Linked DNA regions of Astyanax mexicanus: region 1 is linked to region 2. Evidence: chromatin contacts called from public Hi-C data. All regions are on one chromosome and are shown on one strand. Each heading gives the region's core, a stretch centred on a gene start, on an enhancer-like site or on the middle of the called end of the contact. The rest is flanking DNA. Distances are from core to core; before and after follow the strand shown. Region 1 overlaps syt19 (synaptotagmin XIX). Region 2 holds the start of kmt5b (lysine methyltransferase 5B).

The links. Hi-C and Micro-C count contacts between places; a contact is called where the count stands out from the background.
Region 1: a Hi-C map of muscle shows a contact between it and region 2, with 14 times the contacts expected there. The contact joins the enhancer-like site here to the promoter of kmt5b in region 2. A contact is called at or near these places in 2 of 3 Hi-C or Micro-C datasets (both in muscle).

Annotation. Positions count from the first base shown.
Region 1 is chr9:25,177,883-25,184,925 of AstMex3_surface, reverse strand. It overlaps syt19 (synaptotagmin XIX), which reads left to right. Exons shown (of 7, transcript XM_007256255.4): 7 at 1-3,543. The coding sequence ends at 193. Among protein-coding and RNA genes, the nearest start is that of syt19, 10 kb to the left of the region's middle. Within about 2 kb of position 2,250, the one cell type or tissue checked has an H3K27ac peak away from gene starts, as active enhancers do.
Region 2 is chr9:25,139,953-25,147,014 of AstMex3_surface, reverse strand. kmt5b (lysine methyltransferase 5B) reads right to left here and starts at 3,150. Exons shown (of 10, transcript XM_015607604.3): 1 at 2,766-3,150; 2 at 1,223-1,543; 3 at 883-1,030; 4 at 540-705; 5 at 312-421; 6 at 59-225. The coding sequence starts at 1,376. It overlaps si:dkey-12e7.1 (F-box protein), which reads left to right and starts at 6,033. Exons shown (of 2, transcript XM_007256235.4): 1 at 6,033-6,508.

The DNA.
Region 1 (7,043 bases), core at 1,001-3,500, 39 kb before region 2:
GCCAGACACACAGATCAGAGAGTGCTCCATCACGGTGTCCATCTATGAGATGCGTCCTGGGAAGAAGTCCTCCAAGCGCCTGATTGGTCAGGTCACTTTAGGGAAGAGCAGAAACATAGAGGATGAACATTGGAAGCTCATGATGAGGTCACTTCGACAGCCAGTGGCCAAATGGCATTTACTCTTCTTATAAAGACAACTTATCCAGGCTGAAGGATCATAAACCAAGCGTTAAAGGGTTTAAATTCAGGTGCTGGAAGCCCTTAAGCCAACACAATGTGGGGACACTTATTTCAGCATACCAGCCAAATACCAGATTTGGACCAGTTCTTCTGCACCTGAGATGGATCTCCCGGCTGTAAATGACTACGCACTCAAAACATGATGAACAATATTTTTGTTATTGTGCAATAAAATTAATATGGTGATAATTCAGCACATTCACATTGCTAATGCATTTGTTAGCAGTCAAGGCAAAAGAGTGTTCTTTTTCTGTATGTAGGGATTGATGAATGTGAGAAGATGGGAGGCACTGTGGAAACACATGACTGACTTTTATACAGCTCTGATCCACATGATATTGAGCAAATAATGATTTCAGGCTTCCATTTTAGTGCTCTTTGCATTTTCCAAGATACAGTCTGGATCCACAAGATGGCACACTAGCCACACATTTTTTTCCACACTGGATTTAACGCCACATACATTTGAAGCTGGAGAGACATACACACAAATTGTACTGTTGCTTACACCATAAGTAAATACTTAAAGCATTTTTAAAAGATTTTTTCTTTTAAATTCTTTTAAAAAGCAGTAGTATTCCTGAATGGAGAGGAAACACACTATTCCAATTAATGCCATCAAAGTGTTCCTGTGACCCCTGCAATGCCAAATATATACTTTATTAAAAGAAAGTAGTCAGGTGAATGGGGCTGCTAATAATGCTGGATATATTCTAGTGGCAAACCTAGGCCCAATATTATTTCCCCTACCCCTTGTTTTCGAGTGTAACCCTTCACCTTGGAACAGAGTTAAATTTTCTTCCTAAGAATTGGGACAATACTTCTTCGGAGAGCTACAGTTCAGCAACCAAACTTTTGGTTAATTTGTAAACTTTATAAAATAGTGGTAAAATAGTGGTTATCATAACTTTTAACAAAGAAAATCCTCAAAACTGAGGGTTACTGTTGTCGCCACTAACTTGCCAGAGATTCTCGTACCCCTCTGTTTTGAGTGTGCCTCTGAAAAGTCTCTGTTTGAAGGATCATGTAGCCCTAACACTTAACTTCCCTTCCCTACCCCTTCAGCCTAACCAGAATCAGGACATCCTACCCCTTGGCATGCACATGCAAAATGTATGCATTAATAAATGGTCAGTTCTAGAGAAACTTGTCCATTCAGATTTTTATGACAGTGTTGTTATATTTATGATATGATTTTGAGCTTAAACATGAAACATAAAATGTGAGTAGTCCCCTTTAAAATAAGTTCTACAGAATAAGGTATAATGTCATTTCCCCATGTTTACTTTACACTGTTTAAATTTAAGTCTCATTTAAATTAAATGTTACTGTCCTTTAATGTTGTTCAATTTAATTTATTTATAAACCTAATCTTTTCCCAATGCTATATAAGACACTGGCAACAGTCAAGCAAGAAATAGAAAATGTCAAACCACTGTTTACCCAAAGCCATACATTTCCACACAAATAATGTGTTCATGCATTTCTTTAACACTGATTGTTTTAAATGTTTCAGACAGCAGAGGGCTCCGCTGCACAGTGTTGGAACTTAATGGTAATTCCTAGGTGTGGCAAGGAGACCTTCAGTCTGAGCCACCTAGTTGTAACATCCTTGTTTGATCTAAAGTTGTGGCTCTTAAGAATAAACTCAGGGGAAATAAATAACTGATAAAGACTGACCCATATCGGAAAATAGCAAGGCTGACCAGATATGGAGAAGGCCGTTCCCACGTCTCCAACTTCATAGGCCTCTTAAGGACACCATATAGAGGAGAGCTGCAGAATGCCAATGGTTTGGGCATTTTCTTACTTGGAATGATGTACAGTATGAGGTGGTGACCCATCCAACAGGATTATGTGGGACTAGTGGAACATTGGTTCCAAGTGAGCAAGAGTTCTTAGTTCTGAGGGTTATACGTGTGTTGTTCCTGGGACCATATAGGGCTCTCGAATGGGCTCTCCCCATTGTTATAGCCCACTTTCATCTCAAATGGGGGCCATCTAAGCCCCATGCGTGTAAAGTGTACAACTCTATGGGGCTCATGTTTAACCCCTTCTGTTTCCCGATTCCTTACATCCATATGTGGGCAAACATGGAACCCTTGGGCAAAATTTCCCTGGTCCCTGTTGGACCCTTGATACAAGCCCCACATGGGTGTGTTGACTGGGAAATGATTTATTCTATGCATATTAAAAGCCAACTGTCGAAATGGCCTTCTTAGGATATTTTTAATCTTGTAGAAATATAGAAAAACAGCTGACCTAGTTTAAGACCATCTTATAAGGTCATCTTATAATGATTTCAAATATTTGGTCTTATTGCCTTTTTTCCTTTTTCCATTTTGCTTCATACCTTTGCTTTGCTCATAACAGTGCAGTATAGTATTATACAAGGCTGTGGCAATCATTCTGTTTGTTTCTGCTGATACGTAACCAGGCTGGCTCTCTCTGGTGTCGCTGGCAAGGAAAGAGATTCTTGCACTGGCCTAAAAAAAACATTGATTGCATGACCACTGTCCTGGGCACAGGCTAAGCCTGTTATTGTGCCATGTTGAGTTTTGAGTGGAAAATTACAATTCGCTGTGCGTAGTCCAGGGGTTGGGTGTGTCTTGAATACCTTCTTATCAGATTAACTTCAGCATGTCACTTGTTCGGCAGCCATGCACCTTATTTGGGTACACTTCCCATATTGATCTTACCTATATTACCCTGTAAATAAAGTAGATCTAAAGTGTTGCCATTTCAGTGCTTATGTTCATACCTTTGGTGTACAGGGTGCCTTCCAATCCAATGACTTTAAAAAATACTTTTTACGTTTTTATGTAATTTTGTGTTGCCTGTCTAGTCCTTATAGGCAAGTCTGTTCACTTGGGGGCCATTATGTCAAAATCAGCCAGCAGTTTTCTCCAGTCATAAGATTCCCAGTTTCCCATCTCTTTAAATTGTCTGGGATTAAAACGCTATCACTTGAGTTGTTTATTTTAAACTAAAAGAGGACAAAATATTGTAATAAATGACATTAATTGAGACCAAAGTGTGTTTTCTCTGGCCAAGCTGCACCTCATGATTTGCTGATTATTGAGGAACACTAAGGCTGCTGATGATACTGATACAAGAGCTACTGAACACATGGAGATATCAGAACAGCAGAGTCCTTGTTTGCTTATTAATGCACAGTTAAACCAAAGTAGCCCAGGATTAGGAACTGATGAGTGGCGGAGTGACATTTTTCTTACTGACTGTCACTTTAATGAATAAAATCTGTCCAAATCCTTGTAAACACAGCATGTCTGATGTCTGATGTCATGACAGATATCATAATGAGCAATAAAAGAACTCTCATTCATCATTCACCAATGTTGAAATTTATTATATTCCCTTTGTTCTCATATGGTGCATACTTAAAAAAACAGACTGAAGACTACAGAAAAAAACACATATAATATAGTAAAAATATTATATCATATAAATAAATATAATAAAAAATATATTTAATAAAATATGTTGATCATAAAAGAGAGAAAGAAAGAAAGAAAACGAGGGTGTGTCTGGGGCATACGAGAGAAAAGAGAGAGTGAGAAAAATGTAGATGTGAAGTCAAGGTGAAGTAAAATAAAGTAAAGCAGTCAGAAGCAGGGGGAGCATTATCATTTACAGATTACTCAAATCGGCTGTTGTGTACAGATGAGGTAAAAATGGGGGGTGCGGTGCTGGGTGCTTGATTCAATTTTATTATACGGCAAAATAGTGGCCTAAGAGAACTTTTTAAAATGTTTTTTAGATTTACCACCATTTTATCATCATCAACATTATATATTCATCATTGTCAAAATACTGTGCTTTTTGGCCCTCAAGATCTTAAAACAACGACTATGCAGAAATCATATTTTCTCAGCATAATTACCTTGTTTTCACATGCATGCATTTGACCCTCCTGTCATGGCAAGCTGCTCGACAAGGTGGACTGTTTTAGTGAAACCTGGGATTTAATGAAAACATGGTTAACCTAGATTGACCAAGACATTTAGAACTGTTCATGGTGACTTTATTCTGTTTTAAAAATATTGTTTTATTTTTTACGTTTATTTTAATTACTGTGGACACCTTAGGTAAATGTGGAGACAATAAAAGAAATATTAAGTAAAATGAATATTATTAATTGCTGAACAGGAAGCATGTGTCTTTAGTTCCTTTAAAATACAACATTTGTGATCTGACTGATCTCAAAGGGTACTTTCTTAAAAGGGGAGTTTATCCTATGCTGACAGCAAGGGCAGGGAATTTTCAGGTAAATTTAAACAGCCTGATATTCATATTCTTATTACACCCCTCCACCCCACATTAAAGAAGCTGTGTAAAATATACAAGATACGCTGATATTTGTAATAATGTGTTCATTCATGAGCGAATCCTGAAATAGGTATTGTTACACTGTGTTTAAGTTAGTACCTATTTCTACAAAACATAATTTTACATCAAAACACTCTGAACGACTTTGTTTGCATTTCTAAAATTCAGTAATGTGGTGGTTTTAATAGTGGTTGATACTCCTTGGGAAGTCCAGTACTTTTAAAGACTTGTATCTACTGTATTTCTGATTGTTATGCAGAATAGAAGCAAATGCCTCTTTTAATTAGTAGGATGGTAGTTGCTTAGGACAGCTTGGCTCCAAAATGCGTAGAGGCTCCTCTGGCCGGAACCAATCAAACTCAAGCTATTACTCTAAAAGCTCTTCAGACTGCAGACCCAGGAACAACAGAGGCTGAAACACTGGCTTATATAACACCAATATCTCATCCAGACAGGACACTGCGGCGTGACATCACTAGGAAGGAGACAGCGAAAATCCTTAAATGTGCTAGACAAGTGCATTTACTTTATTCCCTTTTTAAACTTTTATTTTAATATTTATTACATGATGATTTTTAAATAACAGTTTTAAGTTTGTTACAAAATCAGGGGGTAGATTTATACAGGTGAAAGAAAAACATCTTAGATGCCTAGTACTTTCTTAATTTTATATATAGAAAAAAGATTAACTATTCACTGCACAGCTTTAACTGATTAATAAAAAAATTTAAATGTGGTTCATGATAATGTGGAAACCTCTTAAAAATATTTTAAAAAGGGAAATTCAATTGAAAAGTCAATAGAAAAGTCCAAACAAAAAGTATATGTCTAGTTCATGAGTTTTTAAACTGCAGAATGCCAGAATCCTCATAAAAACTGCTTTTTTGCGTTTTAAGAAGAAATTTCTTCTTAAGGACAGTTGGTGAACGAGGACCGTTCTTTCAAATATCTTGATGTTTATTAAAATAGTAAATTTTTCTTAGGAAAGCTTTTGTGAATTCAGCCCCTTCTGTAATCTAATCCAGCTGTGTCTGCTAAAATGAGCCCAAGGCTAAAACTGAATGTTGGATTGGTGCCATCTCTTGATGTATAGCTTATGGTTATGTAATATGACTTTGATGTGTTGACAGGAATGTATGGGATGTTTTACTGTGATGTTATTTCTTAACAGCTTGGGACATGATGTGCTGGTCTGAGTTGTTATTCTATGTAACTGACGGTAACATAGAATAACATAAGGATATAATGCAAAGCGCTGCTGAAGGTGGAGGAAAGAGATATACAAAAGCAAAACATAAAAAAGGACAGATCACTCTTCCTCTCTGTGGTGATGAGAGTTGCTGTGAAGCCTTGGGGTTGACCAGATGATGTTCAGAATCCTCCCTGTTTCCTGACCACCTGTGTGATCTATGTGTGTGTGTTTGTGTGTGTGTGTGTGTGGTTGAGAGAGAAAGAGAGAGTGTGTGTTTGAATCCTTAAAGTGATTTAGCTGTGCTGAAATCCTTCCAGATCTTCCCTTTTGGCACCCTTTAGTTGACGGATCTGCCAGAACACCTCCCCCTCCTCCATCAAACACAAAATGAAAAAACTTCTCTGGCCACAGCGGCTCCCTGGCAGCCGTCTCTCTCTCTCTGGCAGCGTTCTAGATATCTAGCTCACGCTGCTGCAACATTGTACTTGCAATATCCTCTAAGTGTCTCTTCTGAACTAAAGTTATGGCTTTAATTATATCACCTGCTATTCATCACTGGACGGTGGCGGAGCAGGACTGCAGTAAGAGGAATAAAAGGAACTGTGCTATAAACCAGAGCGATTAGAGCAGAAGGCTGTTGCTGCCCAGGCTTAGTTTCAGCCACCATTAATAGTTTCTCACAAACGCAATGACATCACTATTGCTACGTTCACATCACCAGAACAAAGTTGCTTAAATCAGGTGTTTTACCATAATTGTGATACATGGGTTTCTGTGATATCAAGGTTGAAGCCAGCAACAAACCATTTGATATTTTCTTGAATTCTCTGCACTTTTGTAACTCTGTTTTTAATGAGTTGCTGTTCACACAAAATCGCATTAAAATACGTATTAATTTACCAGAGCATAAAGAGTGAAAAACCTTAATAGGGCAAAATTGTATTTGGGATGACAGTCTGAACATTGCCTTTCATCATGTGTATGTGGTTCTAGATTGGATTTGTATCCAATTTGTAGGCAGATTAGTAGAATGAAAATGATCAAATTTAAGTGTCCTTTATGACTTTACACAAAATAGGGCTTTCATCATCATCCAGCAATGCTGGAATAACACAATGCATGAACGTATCAATCTGCCCATGTGTGCATTTCTGGGACAGAGTTATTTACATTACAGATAGATACAGGAACTGTATACAGAATCTGTCATGACAGACAAAATATCCCTCTCTTGGATTAGCTTCCGAAATAATTAGATA
Region 2 (7,062 bases), core at 1,901-4,400:
GGGCCATTTCGTTTTCAATCTTTTCTTAGTAGTAAGGCAAAATATATTATACACGTACCATGATTTATGAAGGCAGCAGGTCCGAGCCAGAGCTGAGCACAGTTCTTTCGCGTAGAGTACATGACACTAAAGTCATTCTCTCCATGCCGTAACAACATCTTTTCTTCACTTGCAGACAGCTCAGCAATGCAGCCAACGAGGTGTTCAATTTTATCATTTCTTTTCCTAAAAATCAAATTAAATAATTAAAAATGACAGATCCAAAAATGAAATTTAATCCTTAATGATTTTATACATTAACTGCAGCTTACCAATCTTTTGTTGCTACAATTTTGGCTCCATTTTGCTCTGATGAATAGCGACTGCATGGAAGAATCTCAAACCCACTGTCCGCAGCAAACATACGCAAGTAAACAAACACCTGCACAAAGAAATTAAAATATAATATTAATAATTCAGGAATAAATGTGCAAAATGAAATACAACTAATGTGTGCATTACAGGAGTTTTAAAACATTCATGTTTATAATAGTACTTACGTGTGCTTTAAAGAGCTTTTCCTGGGCCTTGGTCTTATTGAGAAAGTGATGTCTGCTCCAGTCTCCAGAGGTTAAAGCCTGGAAGGCTTTCTCCAGGTTGTCACTCTTCTTGAAGCGTTCAATCACATCTCTTAGCTCTGCTTGTCGACCCTTGACTGGTCGAAACCTAAAAACGTAAAAATCACCCCAAGGTTACAGACACAGGACCATCTAATTTCAAGGCTACCAAATATTAAGTAGTAAATACATGGGTGTGTGTTACAAGCACTGATGTACCGAAGGTCATGCATGCACTACAGAAACACGAGCGCACACACACACACGTACGCACGCGCACACACACCTGGTGTTCATTTTGTGGGTCTGGAAGCCCAGGTAAGGGTCTAGGATCAAGCTGGTGGACAGGTCATCATACTCGCACAGCTCTTTTGCAGTCATCCCAGAAGAGGGCACATGACGCCTCTCTGGTTCTGCAGCTGCTCCGCTGAAACCTGAAGCACAGTAAACACAAATGAGCTGAGCAACCTGCTGAATACAAATCTAATTGAAACTCTGTGAAACTTAGGACATTTTAAAGGAAGTGCTAACTGTAGTTAAACAATAATGTCTGAATATCTGTATAAACTTAAACACTCCAGTTTTTTTCTGCTACATCTTTTCAGCAGTTTAACTGGAGTACTTACGCCTGCTGCATCTCCTGCCACTAGGGGAGCCCTTGCTCTGGCGCAAGTGGGCCCTCTGCGTGTTCTGCAGCCTGGTCTTCCCAACGGGCTGATCACCGGAGAACCTGCTGCCATGTCTCCTGCCATTCAGCACCATGTTCTTGGTTTCTCCCATCTACTTCATACCAGCTGGCTCCCTGGTGAAGGTGCATTTAGCTTGTATGTGCTTGTGAGAGATCATGCAACATGTGGGGAAATGGTGCTACTTGGTTTTATCTCCTGCTTGCACGGGCAATTCGAAAATGTGCAGCAGCCTGATCCAGATCCTGATCCTATTTCCTCCTGTTAAAATAACAGAAATGTAATTCAGTGCAAAGGGGTTCTGTATACGACTACTGACAGAACATAAATAGGTTGTGCTTAGATGGTTGTGTTTTTTGCACAGGGAAAAGTTTGGACGTAATATGAAATCTGAGTAGGAATAGGAATAGAAGATATATTGAACCTTTGATTGTGTGACTGAACAGTGGACAAAATAAATAAATAAACAGATAAAAACGCAGTGTATGAACAGTTTATCCTGTGGAGCAGGCTGAGATGCCGGTTGATAGCAAAATATTACTGAGCGCAGACTGCCACCCACCGGCTGTTAAGAAAAATGAAACCAGGTGCCTTGAGCTCAATTTAAAGCTACATTTTCAAAACATTTAGCTTAGCTAGCTTGGCTAAGCTAGCTGTTAGCTGCTGCTCATGTGTGACTGTATTAACTTGTTATTATTATTATTATTATTTTTAATACATCTAGCTAGTATCTCATTGCACAAATCTTCAGCAATCAATGTTCCAGAAGTCTACGCTAGCTAGGTTAACTTAGCTAGTTACACATTAAGAGAGCCAAAAGGTTAGCTAGCTAGCTGGCTATCTAACCTAGCTAACTAAGCTAAGCTAAGCTAACTACTATCGAACCCTTTTGTCCATTTTAACATTCACAGGACACACCACGATATGAGCCCAAAATAATCAACAATACACCATAATGTAATGCCCACCGCTCAGTCTGCATATCAGCAAGCTTAGCTGCCTAGCAAACAAGTTATCTACGATTATATGAGCTTTGGGTTTTATGAAGCTTATCATAGCTAGCCAGATTAGCTAAGCTAACGCTAGCGTTTCAAAATTAGAACACTCCCGTCGACTGACACCAAGATCTCAGCTGGGCTAACGCTACCCCGACTAGCATCGAGTTAGCGAGTTAACAGGTCCAGAAAATACTGAATGCCTACAGCTGGGTGAATTTATTACACTAGTGCTCGATGATAAGGACCGTAAGGGCCCACAGCAGGTTAAATCCCTGCCCCGGGGTTGTTTAGACAGCTCGTTATTATTAACTAGCTGCGATAATCGACTGCTTGCCATCAGCTGGGCCTGAGAGACTCTCAGGTTAACTATAGCTCTAGCGGTTAGCTCACACGCTAACCGCCCTGTCGGCTAACAAACGCACCCGGAAAGTGCAAAACAGGGAATTATCTCGCTCCGGAGAGTCGATCGCCGCTTTAATACTTACTTCGCACTTTTTCCTAAGCTGAGCCCTGTCCGTCACGAGCGCCCGGGGCGAGCGGGGCGGCTCTGTAAATCTGCCATATAGCAAAACAAAAAATGCCAGATAATTTACATTAAAATTCAAGATGGCGACTTGAGTGGAAAGGCAGCACACAGAGCCTCCTCCGAAAGAACTAGATCCCCAGAAAAGCCGCTCCGCCGATCCGCCGGGGCTCTCTAGCCCGCTTCCCGCGCCCGTCCCGATCCCAGTCCGGCCAAATAAACGCGGTCACGGAAGCGCGCGGCGGTTCTTTTTATCAATGACAACAGTGTCCTGCGAAACTCGGATGTGTACAAAGAGGAGCGCTGTTATTTCCCTTTAAATGTCCCCTCGTGTGACTGACTGCGCAGCTCACCGGCGTGCATAGCAACAACATCCTCCTCTCAGCCCGAGCCAGCAGACTCACCGAGGCCCCGGGCTCCACATCTAACACACCTAACTACTGCTGCCTTACCTAACTACAAACCTGTTGCTGCACAAAGCACAGTTTACACACATTTAACACAGCACGAGACCCTAAAATCACACTCAGTGAGACAAGCCCTAACTATACCCCTCTATAGCATGGTTTTGCCCTTAAGGAACAAAGCAAACTTTTAGTTGTGTATATATATATATATATATATATATATATATATATATATATATATATATATATATATATATATATATATATATATTTCTTCACAGACTAATATTAGAGATATTTTTTTTACATTTAATATTGGTGGTAAAATCTTTTCTAAAACCAAAGCAACATGGAAGCAGTGCCAGCAATTAGTTTCAGCTAAAATAATTTTGGAGACTGCCTGCTCTGCATGCTTTAGGGAATTCCCTGCTTGAGATTTGAGCTTAACTTGTGTTTAACATAACATTTAATCTTGGGGGGAAAATAATTTCTGGAACCAAATTAAGCTACATGGAAGCAGTGCCAGCATTTAGTGTTTAAGCTTAAATTAGTAGTTCAGGAGAATCCCTGATGCTTTAGGAGCATCCCTGCTTACACACACCTGAGCCAAATGATCAGCTTCTTAGTCCCCAGGCTCAAATCTAAAATCACACCCAGTGACACAAGTCTTAACTTTAACCCTCTATAGCATGTTTTTTTTTTACATCTGTATGTTTATGTTTTTTTTTAAATATAATGTAAAACACATGTCTGAACAGACTTAAATCATCTAACATCTACTACTGCCTTAACTACAAACCAACCCCTGCATAGTGCCCAATTTACACACTTAATACAGCACTAAAGCCTAAAATCACACCCAGTGATGCAAGTCCTAACTTCAGCCCTCTATAGCATGGTTTTGCCCCTATAGGCAATAAAGCAAACTAGGTAAAGTAATTCATTTTTTCATCTAGACTGCTAGATAGGTAAGATATTAAGCTAATAAAATAACAAAAACAAGCAAAAAAACCATTAATGTAATAGATATGTGCTTATTTGATACGTGTACAAAAAAGCTCTACAAATATTTGTGATTATATCAGTTATACTTATAACTGATAAATGGTTCTTTATTACAAAATAAAAAGTGTATATTACATTGTTGAGAGAGGTAATATGGATAACAAATAACACATTTATTTTCATTCATGTCAACACACTGCTTTGACTGCTTAGTTTGTGGATAATTACAAGTTTGTTACAATGGTGTTTGAGATCTATAAATATTGTAAAAATTCAGAACCTGCAACTGCAGCCGTATTAAAAAAATATGAAAAACTCTGTCTCTGATATTAAAAACAAGTAATTCCAAGTACAAGTGGAAACTCAGACTACAGAAATACACACCCCTCATTTCCAAGGCCTTTAATAAAACCATGATTGTAAAACATGCAAATCATGATTTTGCATAACTTTTATTGCTCATCTATTTGAAAGCAACACAGAGTTTAGATGAGACTGTTTCAAGTTAGCAGAAGATGTTCTTAAAATCACCTCTAAAAAAAGTCCAAGGTTCAATTTTAGGGTTTTAGGGATTATACTAAATGCCTTTAAAAGCTACATCAGTAGAAGTTATTACATAAAATGTAACAAATGCGCTGCCTGATAAATTACATTGTTAAGACATAAGTATTTCAAACATAAACAAACACATACTATATACTACACTTTGTGCATGTAACTCAAATATATTTACGTACAACCCCAATTCCAAAAAAGTTGTTACCCTGTGAAAATGTAAATAAATGTAAATAAAAGTATATTATTTGCAAATCTCACAAACCCATGTTTTGATCACAATAGAACATAAAACCCATATCAGGGAGACGTTTTACCATTTCATGAAAAACATTAACTGATTTAGATGGTAGCACAAATCTCAAGAAAGTTGGGATGGGGCAACAAAAGGCTGAAAAAGTTAGAGATACTAATAAAAAACGCTGAAGTAAAAACAATTTGTGGATAATTCATGTGACTGGTCATAAAAAGAAAATCTTTAGAGGCAGAGGTCTGTAAAAAAAATCTGGAGAAGCCTCTTTGTGCAAGGGACAAGGCTGATGATCGGTACTGGATACTCATGATCTTTGGGGCCTTAGGCAGCACTGTACTGAAAATTAAAATTGTACAGAAATGTCTAGTACAGAAATGATTCTGTACTAGAAATCACTGCATGAGCTCAGAAACACTGAACAGAATCAATGTCTGTGAACTAAAGCTGTATCATCCAAAGACGAAGCCACTGACAATAAATGTTGCAATTCATTTAGAAATCGAGGGACCACAGTCTGAAGTGGAGAGGCACACAGTCCATTGTGTTATATCAAGTCCAAAGTCAGTGCAATGCTTTCCCAGAAAATTTTTACAGCACTTTATGCTTCCCTCTGCTGACAACTTTTATGAAGATGTGGATTTTATTTCCCAGCAGGACTTGGCATACTGCCCACACTGCCAAAAGTACCAGTTGGTCTTATATAATATTTTATTTTTCTGTGATACTGTTTTTTGGGGTTTTCAAAAAGTAACGTTAACTTTTTAATGATATTCTCTGATATTTTATGATGCACTAGTACTTCTCTCAGACTGTTGTTCTTTGATTCTGTGCAGAACATCTGGAACGCCTAGGTTAAAACCTCTTGAACGGTTAGTTCAGAATAAGAGTGATAAGTGAGTCATTGCTACAATGCTTCAAAAGCCGTTTTAAACAGAGAGAAATCAGCTTTATGATCTGTAGAATATAACTGCTGCTTTCCTTATCAGGAAAAGTGGGAGCATGTTGATGATGTCATGCAGTCAGAAAGAACAACAAGAGCCCCTCTCACAGAGACTCAGAGCCACAGCCACCAGTTTAGCATTACTATCACCTCCCTTTACAGATAACAGGCTCAGCGAGGCTGAACCCAGTCAGGCTCGGACAGTAGTTTAGAGGTCAGCGCGGGGTTTAACCCGCTGGCTGGAGATAAACGCGCTCGGTTAAAGTGTGTCTCTGTAGTTTTGTCTAGGTCCGGACAGGAGCGCTAATGCTAACCTGCAGCGCTGCGTTAGCTTCTGTGTGTTTTTGTCCACTTAGCTAACCCACCTAACGCTAGCTAACATAGCCGGGCTTACAGAGCCAGGGATCCAGCTTTAGAGCTGCATGTAATTTGCATTGTGAACGGCACGATAACTAATATTTACCAAGCTGTTCAGGTTAGCTTTGTCTATTTTACCCTTCAGTCCATCATAATGCAGTGCTTCGAGGGGCAGCCGGTATGCTGAGGTAAGAAAGAGCATTTTACCGGTTAGCAACTGTTGACATGTTTAAATGCTAACTATTCAGATAACTTAGCTGTCTCACACACACAGTGTAACGTTACAGTGATCAGATCGCTGTCTTTTTAACCCTCCTGTTATGTTCATTTGTCAGGAACAGCAGTGGTGTTCCCCGGTTAATTTGACCCAGTGCATGTTTAATTAACCACAAGATGTCTGAAAAATGCTAACAAACAGTGTGAAGTGTGAGTATTTCATTACTAACTCTATTGCTAATTGTTCTATCATTATTTAGTGCAATGGTGTTCCTTACCTCTAACAGGTAACGGTTCAATTAGGATAATTCACTCGTTTTCCATAATAAAATACATGTGCAAACCTTTTTAGATGTTTCACTACATTTGAAAGACCAACATATAACATTGAAACATTAAAATTGCAATTTAGTTTTAGTTTTAGTTTTTGCAGGGGGTGGTTGCAAATATGTGATATGAACCATTTCTTATTATATGTTGATTACATTAATTAAGGCAAGCAGAAGAAGTTTTATACTGAAAAAAT